Regions from separate parts of the Sus scrofa genome. Here all the other regions are linked to region 1. Evidence: chromatin contacts called from public HiChIP or PLAC-seq data. All regions are on one chromosome and are shown on one strand. Each heading gives the region's core, a stretch centred on a gene start, on an enhancer-like site or on the middle of the called end of the contact. The rest is flanking DNA. Distances are from core to core; before and after follow the strand shown.

Region 1 (3,415 bases), core at 513-3,012:
TTTAAATTGACATCTTTCATAATTATATATTGATAGAGGTCAACACTTAAGCATTCCACAGTATTTTATTATGACTCTCCCAACTTAATACTATAAACAGTGCTATAGTGACGTCCTTGGATGAGGCTTCTTGTGACTGCTGAGGAGTTGCTGGGGTGTAGGTCATGTACTTAACTTTGACACAGAAAACTGTTCTCCAGAATTGTGGCAGCAGTTTAATTCTTTGAGGATCTTGAGTTATTTTCCCACACCTGTCCCAATGCCACATGTCAGGCTTAACTTTTGCAAATCTCATATCTCCTGACTCTTACTTCCCTAACTTCTAATGAGGCTAAATATACAACTTTTTAAAATTCATCAAAAACTGGTTACCAGCTGTTACTAATGGCTGTTTTATTCACTTTTAAAAAATGTGTTTTAGGTTTGTCAACAGCCTGAGTGCGGAAAGTGTAAAGCCTGTAAGGATATGGTTAAATTTGGTGGTAGCGGACGCAGCAAACAAGCTTGCCAAGAGAGAAGGTAGGTTTGGCCAACACTTGACCTTGAAGTAGAGAAAAATGTCAGCTAGGCCTTTTGTGGTTCGGCTGGGGTGACATGTACAGAGCAGGCAGGATCCCTTTGCCCTGCACTGTCACCAGCCTTTGCTCTGTTTTCTGCCTAAAACACCTTTAGTTGGCTTTACTTGTAAAGGGGACCTTGCTTATAACAAGTGATTTTGTAGGTGTCCCAATATGGCCATGAAGGAGGCAGACGATGATGAAGAAGTTGATGACAATATTCCAGAGATGCCGTCACCCAAAAAGATGCATCAAGGGAAGAAGAAAAAACAGAACAAGGACCGGATCTCTTGGATTGGAGAAGCTGTCAAGGTGATCCTGGCCTGGCTCTCATCTTTGTGCTGCCCTTCATAGAAGCAACTTGTCTCCTGGTGTCTTGCTGCCAGGTGTCTTGTGCAGCCTGAGCCCTTGAGCTGCGAAACCTGCTCATTTGCCCTGTGAGCAGAGCAGGGCTAGCCGAGAGGCTGAGGCCCATGTCAAGCACCACAAATGCATCTTTGCTTATACACCCAAACACTCAGCTTTCCTCATGCTCCAGAATGGGCGTTTTGATACTGTTTTAGGGCTGTCAGGCTGGTTCCCCGTCAAAGCTTATGTAGCAGAGAGCCATCACGGCCCTCTGGCCTGGGAGTAGGGGTTCGGGAGCAGTAGCAGACTGCCTCTCTGTGGTTCTGTGGTCACCTAAGGGTCAAGTCCTTCGTCAAAGCTGGAGAGAGTGTCTTCTCAGCATTGTTCCCTTGGTGGCATAAGTCAGGTACGGTCAGTTCCTCAGTGGCGTGAGGCCTACCCCTGCTGGGTGTGCTCTAGGCCTGGACATGGCTACGCTCCTGCCTGTGACACATGTCCTGTCAGGCAGGTGGGGGGAAGGAAGGAGGCTGGGCCCACAAAGGCTTCTTTATGAAGGTGACGTTTGGCTGAGACCCAAAAGGTTGAAGAAGAGCCAACTGCCTGAAGGTCTCAGGAACAGGGCACGGACCTGAGGTGGGAACCAGCTTTCCTGTGGGAGAGAGGGAAGGAGGTCTGTGTGGCTGAGGGAGGATGAGGGGTGGGATGCAGTGCTGTTAAAATCGAGTGCTGGATCCCGTTGCTACTGATACAGGAGGGCAGAGCTGGCAATGGAGGGATGCGAGCGCCTGTTGCTGCAGCCAGGGGAGGACGATGGTCTCTGTAGTAGCTGGCTGGTAGCACCCATGCCTTCTTGGTGACATCATTGTGAGTCATGCTTTCCCGTAAAGTAACAGGAACATGCAGGTCCAGCCTGGCACAGACCTTCAAAGCCATCCTCACCTAAAATTAAGCTCTTCTTTACAGACTGATGGGAAGAAGATTTACTACAAGAAGGTATGCATTGACTCAGAAACCCTGGAAGTGGGGGACTGTGTCTCTGTTATTCCAGATGATTCTTCAAAACCGCTCTACTTAGCCAGGTTTGTATCCTTCCCTCTGCTTGACCTCAGCCCACACTTTCTGTTGAACAAGTAGGAGATGCCTATTGTGCAGGAACACCAGCAGCTCTTCACCCTAGACTAAACCCACAAATACATATCCCCCTAAGTAGGCTCGGTCCCCCTAAGTAGGCTCGGTCCCCCTAAGTAGGCTCGGTCCCCCTAAGTAGGCTCGGTCCCCCTAAGTAGGCTCGGTCCCCCTAAGTAGGCTCGGTCCCCCTAAGTAGGCTCGGTCCCCCTAAGTAGGCTCGGTCCCCCTAAGTAGGCTCGGTCCTGATCTGCCACTCGGGTTAGAACTTTCATCCCACCCCTCTCTGGCTCTAGGGTCACAGCTCTGTGGGAGGACAGCAGCAACGGGCAGATGTTTCATGCCCACTGGTTCTGTGCTGGGATAGATACGGTCCTCGGGGCCACATCGGACCCCCTGGAGCTGTTCCTGGTAGACGAATGTGAGGACATGCAGCTTTCATACATTCATAGCAAAGTGAAGGTCATCTATAAACCTCCGTCAGAGAACTGGGCCTTGGAGGTGAGTGCCTGGCGCCTCTCATGGGCCCCTCCTCACTTCAAGAGGCTGTATCATGGCTGACAGTGGCCTTGTCCCCAGGGAGGCATGGACCCCGAGGCACTGATGTCGAAGGATGATGGGAAGACCTATTTCTACCAGCTGTGGTATGACCAAGAGTATGCAAGGTTTGAGTCCCCTCCAAAAACTCAGCCAACGGAGGACAACAAGTTCAAGTGAGTGCCGGGCCTGGGCTTCTTGGGGCCGCTCCTTGGTGCTCTCTGAATCCCTGTAGCTTTTCCTGTGGTTCTGTCTGCTGGGTTTGTCTTCCCTACACCTCTGATTGTCTTCCCAAGCCCACTGGAGGCCAGCCTCATTTGGTTGCAGTGGCTGCAAGTGTGTGGACCACCTGGTGGGGAGTTAGCCTCATGAGCAGCTGTCCCATCCAAAGACAGGCTGTGTCCTGTGCTTCTCAGTGTGTACCCCAGGTCTTGTCTTTTCTCACCAGTGAAATCTTTGATTCCATTTTATCCTAACTGGTGGTTGAATGCTTTTAGGGAGCCTTCCTAAAAAAACGTTTAGTGCCCCCTGCCTTCCATTTTAACCTTGGTACCTCACTTGGTTTTGACTAAAAAGTGGCAGCTGGCACCTGTAGAGCAAGCAACATGTGGCAGTAAGGCTGATGGAGCTGAAGCTTGGAGGGCTTACTGAGATGCCTCTGGTGTTTCTCCATTCATCCTGGGGCTGCTTTTTAGCTTGATCTATTTTAAAACAGTCTCTAGGGAGTTCCCGTCGTGGCGCAGTGGTTAACAAATCCGACTAGGAACCATGAGGTTGCGGGTTCGGTCCCTGCCCTTGCTCAGTGGGTTAACCATCCGGCGTTGCCGTGAGCTGTGGTGTAGGTTGCA
Region 2 (3,174 bases), core at 348-2,847, 170 kb before region 1:
TTATTTTAGTAGTTAAATATGAAAGTAGGTATTGGAGTTCCCGTCGTGGTACAGCAGAAACAAATCCTATTGGGAATCATGAGGTTTCGGGTTCAATCCCTGGCCTCACTCGGTGAGTTAAGGATCCAGTGTTGCTGTGAGCTGTGGTGTAAGTTGCAGATGCAGCTTGGATCTGATCTTGCTGTGGCTGTGGTGTAGGCCGGCATCTGTAGCTCTGATTAGACCCCTAGCCAGGAACATCCATATGCCATTGGTGCGGACCTAAAAAGCAAAAAATACTACTACTACTAATAAAACAAGTATCGATGTGAGTATACAGTCGGATTAGTACACACACAGTTCCTAGCTCTGATGGTGCTCCCTTGTCCCCCCCAATCCACCCAGGGAGCCATTTGTGCTGGCCAAGCTGCGGCCAGAGGATGGCCTCTACCTCATTCACTGGAGCACCAGCCACCTCAACCGCCTCATCCTCACAGTGGCCCAGCGCGACCAGGTGGGCCTGGGGCGGGGGTCCTGGGCCGGGGCTGAGCGTGCTCCCTGCCTGGACCCCTGCTCACCGCCCCTACCCCTGCCACCCACCCCAGGCACCTGGCACGAAGGGCTTGCGCCTGCGGAAGTTCCCCATAGAGCTGCAGGCTGAGACGGTCACGCTGGAGGGCTGGGGCCGGTCCTTCCCCAGCGTGCGGGAGCTGCGGGCTGCCCTGCAGGGCTGCTCTCTCCGGGCCGGTGATGACTGCTTTTCCCTGGACCGCTGCTGCCTGCCGAGGCCGGGAGGTACCAAGATAGGGTGGGGGCATCCACAGGGTGCGGGAGGCCTCTCCCTCTGTGCCACGCCTCAGTGATGGCTTCCACCCCCCAGAGATCTCCAACCTCATCATCACTCGGGGGCCTCAGGCCTGCACCAGGCCTCTCAACCTCAGCCATCTCAGCTTCCACCGGGTCCACCAGGAAGACATCACTCAGGTGCATGGCGTGGGGGTGGGGGAGTGGGCCCTTGGGGTGGGGCACAGGGAGGCAGCCTTGAACCATTGTCACGGAGATGTTCCACGGAAATGTTCCCCCGCCCCCAGCTGTCCCACTTAGGCCAGGGCACAAGGACCAACGTGTATGAGGGCCTCTTGCGAGTGGGGGGCGGAGGCCCCGAAGAGGAAAAGTCAGATGGCAGGGACCCCTCCCCATCCAGTGGGGACCGTGGGCAGGAGCTGCGAGTGGTTCTCAAGGTGCTAGACCCCAGTCACCATGACATCGCCCTGGTGAGTAAACGCAGCCAGGAGCTGGGGGAACAGGATGAAGGGGTCCGCGGCCGCTTCAACTGCTCTGTCCCCACAGGCCTTCTACGAGACAGCCAGCCTCATGAGCCAGGTCTCTCATGTGCACCTAGTCTTCGTTCATGGCGTCTATGTGCACGGCTCTGAGAGTGAGTGGGCCCTGCCCCCACCCCACCCCACCCCCATCTTGTTTACTGCCCAACCCCACTTGACATACATCCTTCTTCTTCTTCTTTTTTTTGACCACACTGGCGGCCTGCGGAAGTTCCTGGACCAGGGATCAACCACAGCAGTGATCTGAGTCACAGCAGTAACAAGGCCGGATCCTTAACCTGCTGAGTCCACCAGGGGACTCCTTGACCTACATCCTTATCCCTGACTGCACACGGACCCTTGACCTCTACCCTGACCCCTGACTGCAGCCCAGTCTGTGCCCATCTGACTCTCACCTATACCCCGAATACACCTTGACCCTTACCTGCACTCCGATTCCTGGCCACACCCACCCTCCACCACCCAAACTCCATCCCAAGCTCTAGTTCCCACCTGAACACCTCTAATGGCCCAGCCCCTCTGACTGCATCAACACTGCGACTGCACAGACCCCAGCCTTGCTGGCTGCCCCAGTCCTCCCAGACCTCAGTCCCTGCTTCACCCCTACCCCTGCCCCGACTCTGCGTGTACCTCACAGCTCCTTAGTGGCCAGCCTCTGATCTACCAACATCAACCCCACATCTGTCTCTCCTGCCTTCCCCCCAACACTGGCCTGCGTGCCAACCCTGCACACCCCCCACTCCACAAGCATCCCACCCCTGTGGGATCCAAACATTGCTCACAACCCACCTGGAGCTCCACTCGCCTGCACCCACCCCCAGTTCCCCAGTCCCATCATTACCTAGTCACTTACTCGCAGCCTCCTCTGTGCCACGGCCCCACTCTGGACCTAAATGCCACCTTTCACCTTGGCCTCACCCCACACCTGCCCTCTGTCCTGAGTTTCTCCTCCCCCCAGAGTCACTCCCATGCCTCCTCCACAGCCCTGACTAGCCCCCTCCCCACCTACGATCCCAGCCCCCTGGTGCCTGGGAGGGTGAGCGGGTGGGCAGCGCCTGCAGTGGCTGGGCTTTTACAGACATCATGGTGACGGAGTACGTGGAGCACGGGCCCCTGGACGTGTGGCTGCGGCGGGAGAGGGGCCATGTGCCTCTGGCCTGGAAGTTGGCAGTGGCCCAGCAGCTGGCCAGCGCCCTCAGCTACCTGGTACGTGGCCTGTGGGCAGGACCTGGGGCAGTGGGGAGGGCCAGGGCAGCCCCCGCCTTGGATATGGAGGCCTTGACACATCCATCCACATGCTATCCTGGGAAGATCTTCCCATGAGTTTCCTCGGCTCACACACCCCTATGGCTCCCACCTTCCTCCAGAGAGCACCTAACTCCTTCACTTGGCATCCAGGGCCCTGTGGGAGTCACCTCCACCACTCTCTTACCATTTCATCCCCAGCCCCTCCTGGTCCAGTCACCCCCGTTTCCAGAACACTCTCTGTGTGCCTGGTTCTGTCTTAGGTCCTGGGGATCCAACAGAGAATGAAATAGACAGAAGTGTCTGTCCTTGGGGAGCTGGCATTTTCATGGGAAGGGGCAAATGAGAAATAATAATTAAGGACATGACATAATATGTCAGAAAGTAGTAGAGTTCCCTGGTAGCCTAGTGGTTAAGGATCTAGTATTGTCATTGCTGTGGCTTGGGTTCAGTCCTTGGTCCCAGGAACTTTGGCATGCCCTGGGCATGGCCAAAAAAAAAAGTCAGAAAGTAGTGAGAACTGTGAAGAAAAAAGCAGAAATGGAGATGAGATTTGCTTCAGTTTGGGGAAGAGGTGAAGTCTTAAATAGGTAGGTGAGTGGTTCAG
Region 3 (3,305 bases), core at 337-2,836, 200 kb before region 1:
GAGCTGTGGTGTAGTTTGCAGATGCTGCTAGGATCTGGTGTTGCTGTGGCTGTGGTGTAGGCAGCTGTAGCTCTGATTCAACCCCTAGCCTGGGAACGTCCATATGCCACAGGTACAGCCCTAAAAAGCAAAAAAATTAAAAAAAAAAAAAAAAAAAAAAAAAAGGAGTTCCCATCATGGCTCAGCGGAAACGAATCTGACTAGCTTCCATGAGGATGCAGTTTTGATCCCCAGCCTCACTTAGTGGGTTAAGGATCTGGTGTTGCTGTGGCATAGGTTGTAAATGTGGTTGGGATCCTGCATTGCTGTGGCTGTGGTATAGGCCAACAGTTGCAGCTCCAATTCGACCCCTAGCCTAGGAACCTCCATATGCCATGGGAGCAGCCCTAAAAGAACAAAAGCAAAAAAAAAAAAAAAAAAATTTTTTTTTAAAAGGGGATTCCCTTATGGTGCAGAGAGTTAAGGATAGGGTGTTGTTACTGCAGAGCCTCTGGTCACTGCTGTGGTGGGGCTTGGATCCCTCAGCAACTTCCACAGGCTGAAGGTGAGGTCACAAAATAAAAACTAAAAGGTAATAGCCTTCACTCCATGCCTGGCTGTGTTCCGAGCTCTTTACATGATTAATTAATCTGATGATCCTGACACACACCTCGGAGTTTAGGACTCCAAGTAGACCCATTTTGCAGAAGAAGAAACTGAGGTAAGTAGAAGTTAAAGGACTATTTTTTTTTTCTTTTTTACAGCCTTGCCCACAGCATAGGGGAGTTCCTAGGCGAGGGGTGGAATCAGTCTACACCACAGCCACAGAAACTTGGTATTTGCGCCACATCTGCGATTTACGCTGCAGCTCACAGCAATGCCAGATCCTTAACACACTGAATGAAGCCAGGGATCAAACCTGAATCCTCGTGGATCCTAGTCAGATTTGTTTCTGCTGCGCCACAGCAGGAACTCCCCTAGTCAGGTTTTTAACCTGCTGAGCCACAAAGGGAACTCCCAATGGGATTACTTAGGTTCACACACAGTGGCAGAGCTGGGATTTGAACAAAGTCCTTCCAGCTCCAGCCTTCATTTATGTAATTCTTTTGTATCCTCTGGAGATCAGTAGAGAATGTGCTATCTGGGGTTACTGGTGAGAACTTTTGGTGTGGAACTTCCTTGAAAGAATTCCCAACCCATTCTGTGACTGTTTGGGGAAGAGTCTGAACCCTCCCATTCAAAAGGACACAAAGGGATTTTTTTTTTTTTTTTAGGGCCACACCCTATGGCATGTGGAAGTTCCAGGCTAAGGGTCCAATCAGAGCTACAGCTGCCAGCCTACGCTACAACCACAGCAACGCGGGATCGAAGCTGCGTCTGCGATCTACACCACAGCTCACAGCAATGCTGGATCCATAACCCACTGAGAGAGGCCAGGGATCAAACCTGAAACCTAATGGTTCCTAGTTGGATTGTTTCCACTGTGCCACAACAGAAACTCCCACAAAGGGATTTTTGTTTTTAATTTAGCAGCTCCTGACTTTTCCCTGGTCTGGTAGGAGCTCTGGGGAGGCCCCTCCCTGTAAGCTTCTCAGAGGTGGGGATTTCCCTAGTTCCAGCTTCCTCCTGAAAACCCACTGGGGCAAGTGCCCAAGTTGTCTCTGTTTCCCTAGGACCCAATTTTAGCCTGGAAAGTCCCTTGTCTGGAAACCCCCCTCCAGTCCTAGGCAAACCCCCATGGTTGGTGGGGTAACCTGGAGCTTTCCTGCCCAGGGGCTAGACACCATCTGTGACCTCAGGGCTGAGGAGCATCACATGATCCTTCCCAGTGGCCTCTGTAACCTCTTTCTTTTATTTTATTTTTACCCATGGCATGAGGAAGATCCTGGGCCAGGAATCAAGCCTGTGCCACTGGTACTCAGAGCCACTGCAGTGACAATACTGGGTCCTTAACCCACTGAGATGCAGGGGAACTCCTGGGTGGCCTCTTCTTCCTTCAGGTGTCAAATAGGGTACTGGTCTTGAGGCAGGAGATAGATGGGCTCCAGAATAGCTATTTACAACCAGCCACCTGTTTATACTTCAAGATAGAAATCACAACAGGAACAAGGTAAATAACTGGAATTTGTCTTCTGTGGACCCTTTAATCAATGGTAATGGCAGAGGCAGAAAGGGGCTAAGCCCTGCTTGGGCAAAAGATGGAGACGTCACATACTTTCCATCCTCGGGGTCAGGGAGACCCCAGTTAACACATGTGCAGAAAGACCCCTCTGGGTCAGAAAGGGAGGGAGCACCAGGCCATAATAAGTCCAGCTAACCTTCCTAGCATGCCTTGCTTTGGAATCCTGCTTGGCCAAAAGATGGGCAAGTAGACTGGGGAAAGCCCTGGGTCCAGTCAGGTATGAGAGATAAAACAAGATAATTGACCAAAGGAAAACAAAGACCTGGAAGAACTGCCCCATATAACTGGTGCGCTCCTCATTCAGAGGGAGGCCCGCACCCTCACTTCTCCTTTGTGTGTGTGTTACTGCTTTGCTTCTGCCTTAGAGAGATTACTTCTCTGTGTGCTCTCCCACGTTTGTACTGTGTTTCTAACAGTAAACTTTGTACCTGCTTTTATAGTCTTTGCCTCCTTGAAACAGTCTTGCTTTCAACGGGGTCAAGAATCAGGCCAGTTTTGCTTTGAGCGTCTAGCTGGTCTAGTGGCTGATTCCCGGTTTTCACCCAGGCTACCCAGGTTCAATTCCTGAGCAGAGAATGAAGATCTCCCTTCTTTTTTTTTTTTTTTTTTTTTTTTTGTCTTTTTGCCTTTTCTTGAGCCGCTCCTGTGGCATATGGGGATTTCCAGGCCAGGGGTCTAATCGGAGCCGTAGCCACCGGCCTACACCAGGGCCACAGCAATGCGGGATCCAAGCCACGTCTGCGACCTACACCACAGCTCACGGCAATGCAGGATCCTTAACCCACTGAGCAAGGCCAGGGATTGAACCCTCAACCCTATGGTTCCTAGTCGGATTCATTACCCACTGTGCCATGACGGGAATTCCTGAAGACTCCTTTCAAGTCATTATTCACTGCTGTCTCTCCAAAAAGTTTCACTTTTGAAGAATCTTAGAGGGCTCAGAGAACTCTAGGGTTTAGACAACATCCGGTCTGGGAAAAGGCAAGTTATTATTAGAATTTATTATTATGACTAAGTTTATTACCATTATTGTTGTTATTAATCACCCCACCTGACACTTCCTGTCGGTCCTTTCTGGGGTGGTGGATACAAGGTCCCAGGTCCACCCTGCCCTCTGTGATCAAGCTTCCAAGCCCAGCAGAGG

Evidence for each region. HiChIP or PLAC-seq counts read pairs in DNA pulled down with a chosen protein or histone mark.
Region 2: a contact with region 1 is called in an H3K27ac HiChIP or PLAC-seq map of alveolar macrophages. The contact joins two enhancer-like sites. A contact is called at or near these places in 1 of 5 promoter capture datasets (fetal liver), 1 of 47 Hi-C or Micro-C datasets (epiblast stem cells) and 1 of 2 datasets of contacts at active chromatin or transcription factors (alveolar macrophages).
Region 3: a contact with region 1 is called in an H3K27ac HiChIP or PLAC-seq map of alveolar macrophages. The contact joins two enhancer-like sites. A contact is called at or near these places in 1 of 47 Hi-C or Micro-C datasets (mesenteric adipose tissue) and 1 of 2 datasets of contacts at active chromatin or transcription factors (alveolar macrophages).

What each region holds. Positions count from the first base shown.
Region 1 is chr2:68,993,883-68,997,297 of Sscrofa11.1, reverse strand. It overlaps DNMT1 (DNA methyltransferase 1), which reads left to right. Exons shown (of 40, transcript NM_001032355.1): 22 at 422-519; 23 at 722-869; 24 at 1,869-1,984; 25 at 2,327-2,531; 26 at 2,610-2,743. Among named protein-coding and RNA genes, the nearest start is that of EIF3G, 25 kb to the right of the region's middle. Within about 2 kb of position 1,762, at least 6 of the 83 cell types and tissues checked have an H3K27ac peak or open chromatin away from gene starts, as enhancers often do. A contact at or near this core is called in alveolar macrophages, where this site is marked.
Region 2 is chr2:69,164,949-69,168,122 of Sscrofa11.1, reverse strand. TYK2 (tyrosine kinase 2) reads left to right here. Exons shown (of 25, transcript NM_001114670.1): 10 at 385-493; 11 at 585-774; 12 at 860-963; 13 at 1,071-1,253; 14 at 1,330-1,417; 15 at 2,401-2,528. Among named protein-coding and RNA genes, the nearest start is that of ICAM3, 16 kb to the right of the region's middle. Within about 2 kb of position 1,597, at least 5 of the 83 cell types and tissues checked have an H3K27ac peak or open chromatin away from gene starts, as enhancers often do. A contact at or near this core is called in alveolar macrophages, where this site is marked.
Region 3 is chr2:69,189,627-69,192,931 of Sscrofa11.1, reverse strand. No RefSeq gene overlaps it. Among named protein-coding and RNA genes, the nearest start is that of TYK2, 7.9 kb to the right of the region's middle. Within about 2 kb of position 1,586, at least 10 of the 83 cell types and tissues checked have an H3K27ac peak or open chromatin away from gene starts, as enhancers often do. A contact at or near this core is called in alveolar macrophages, where this site is marked.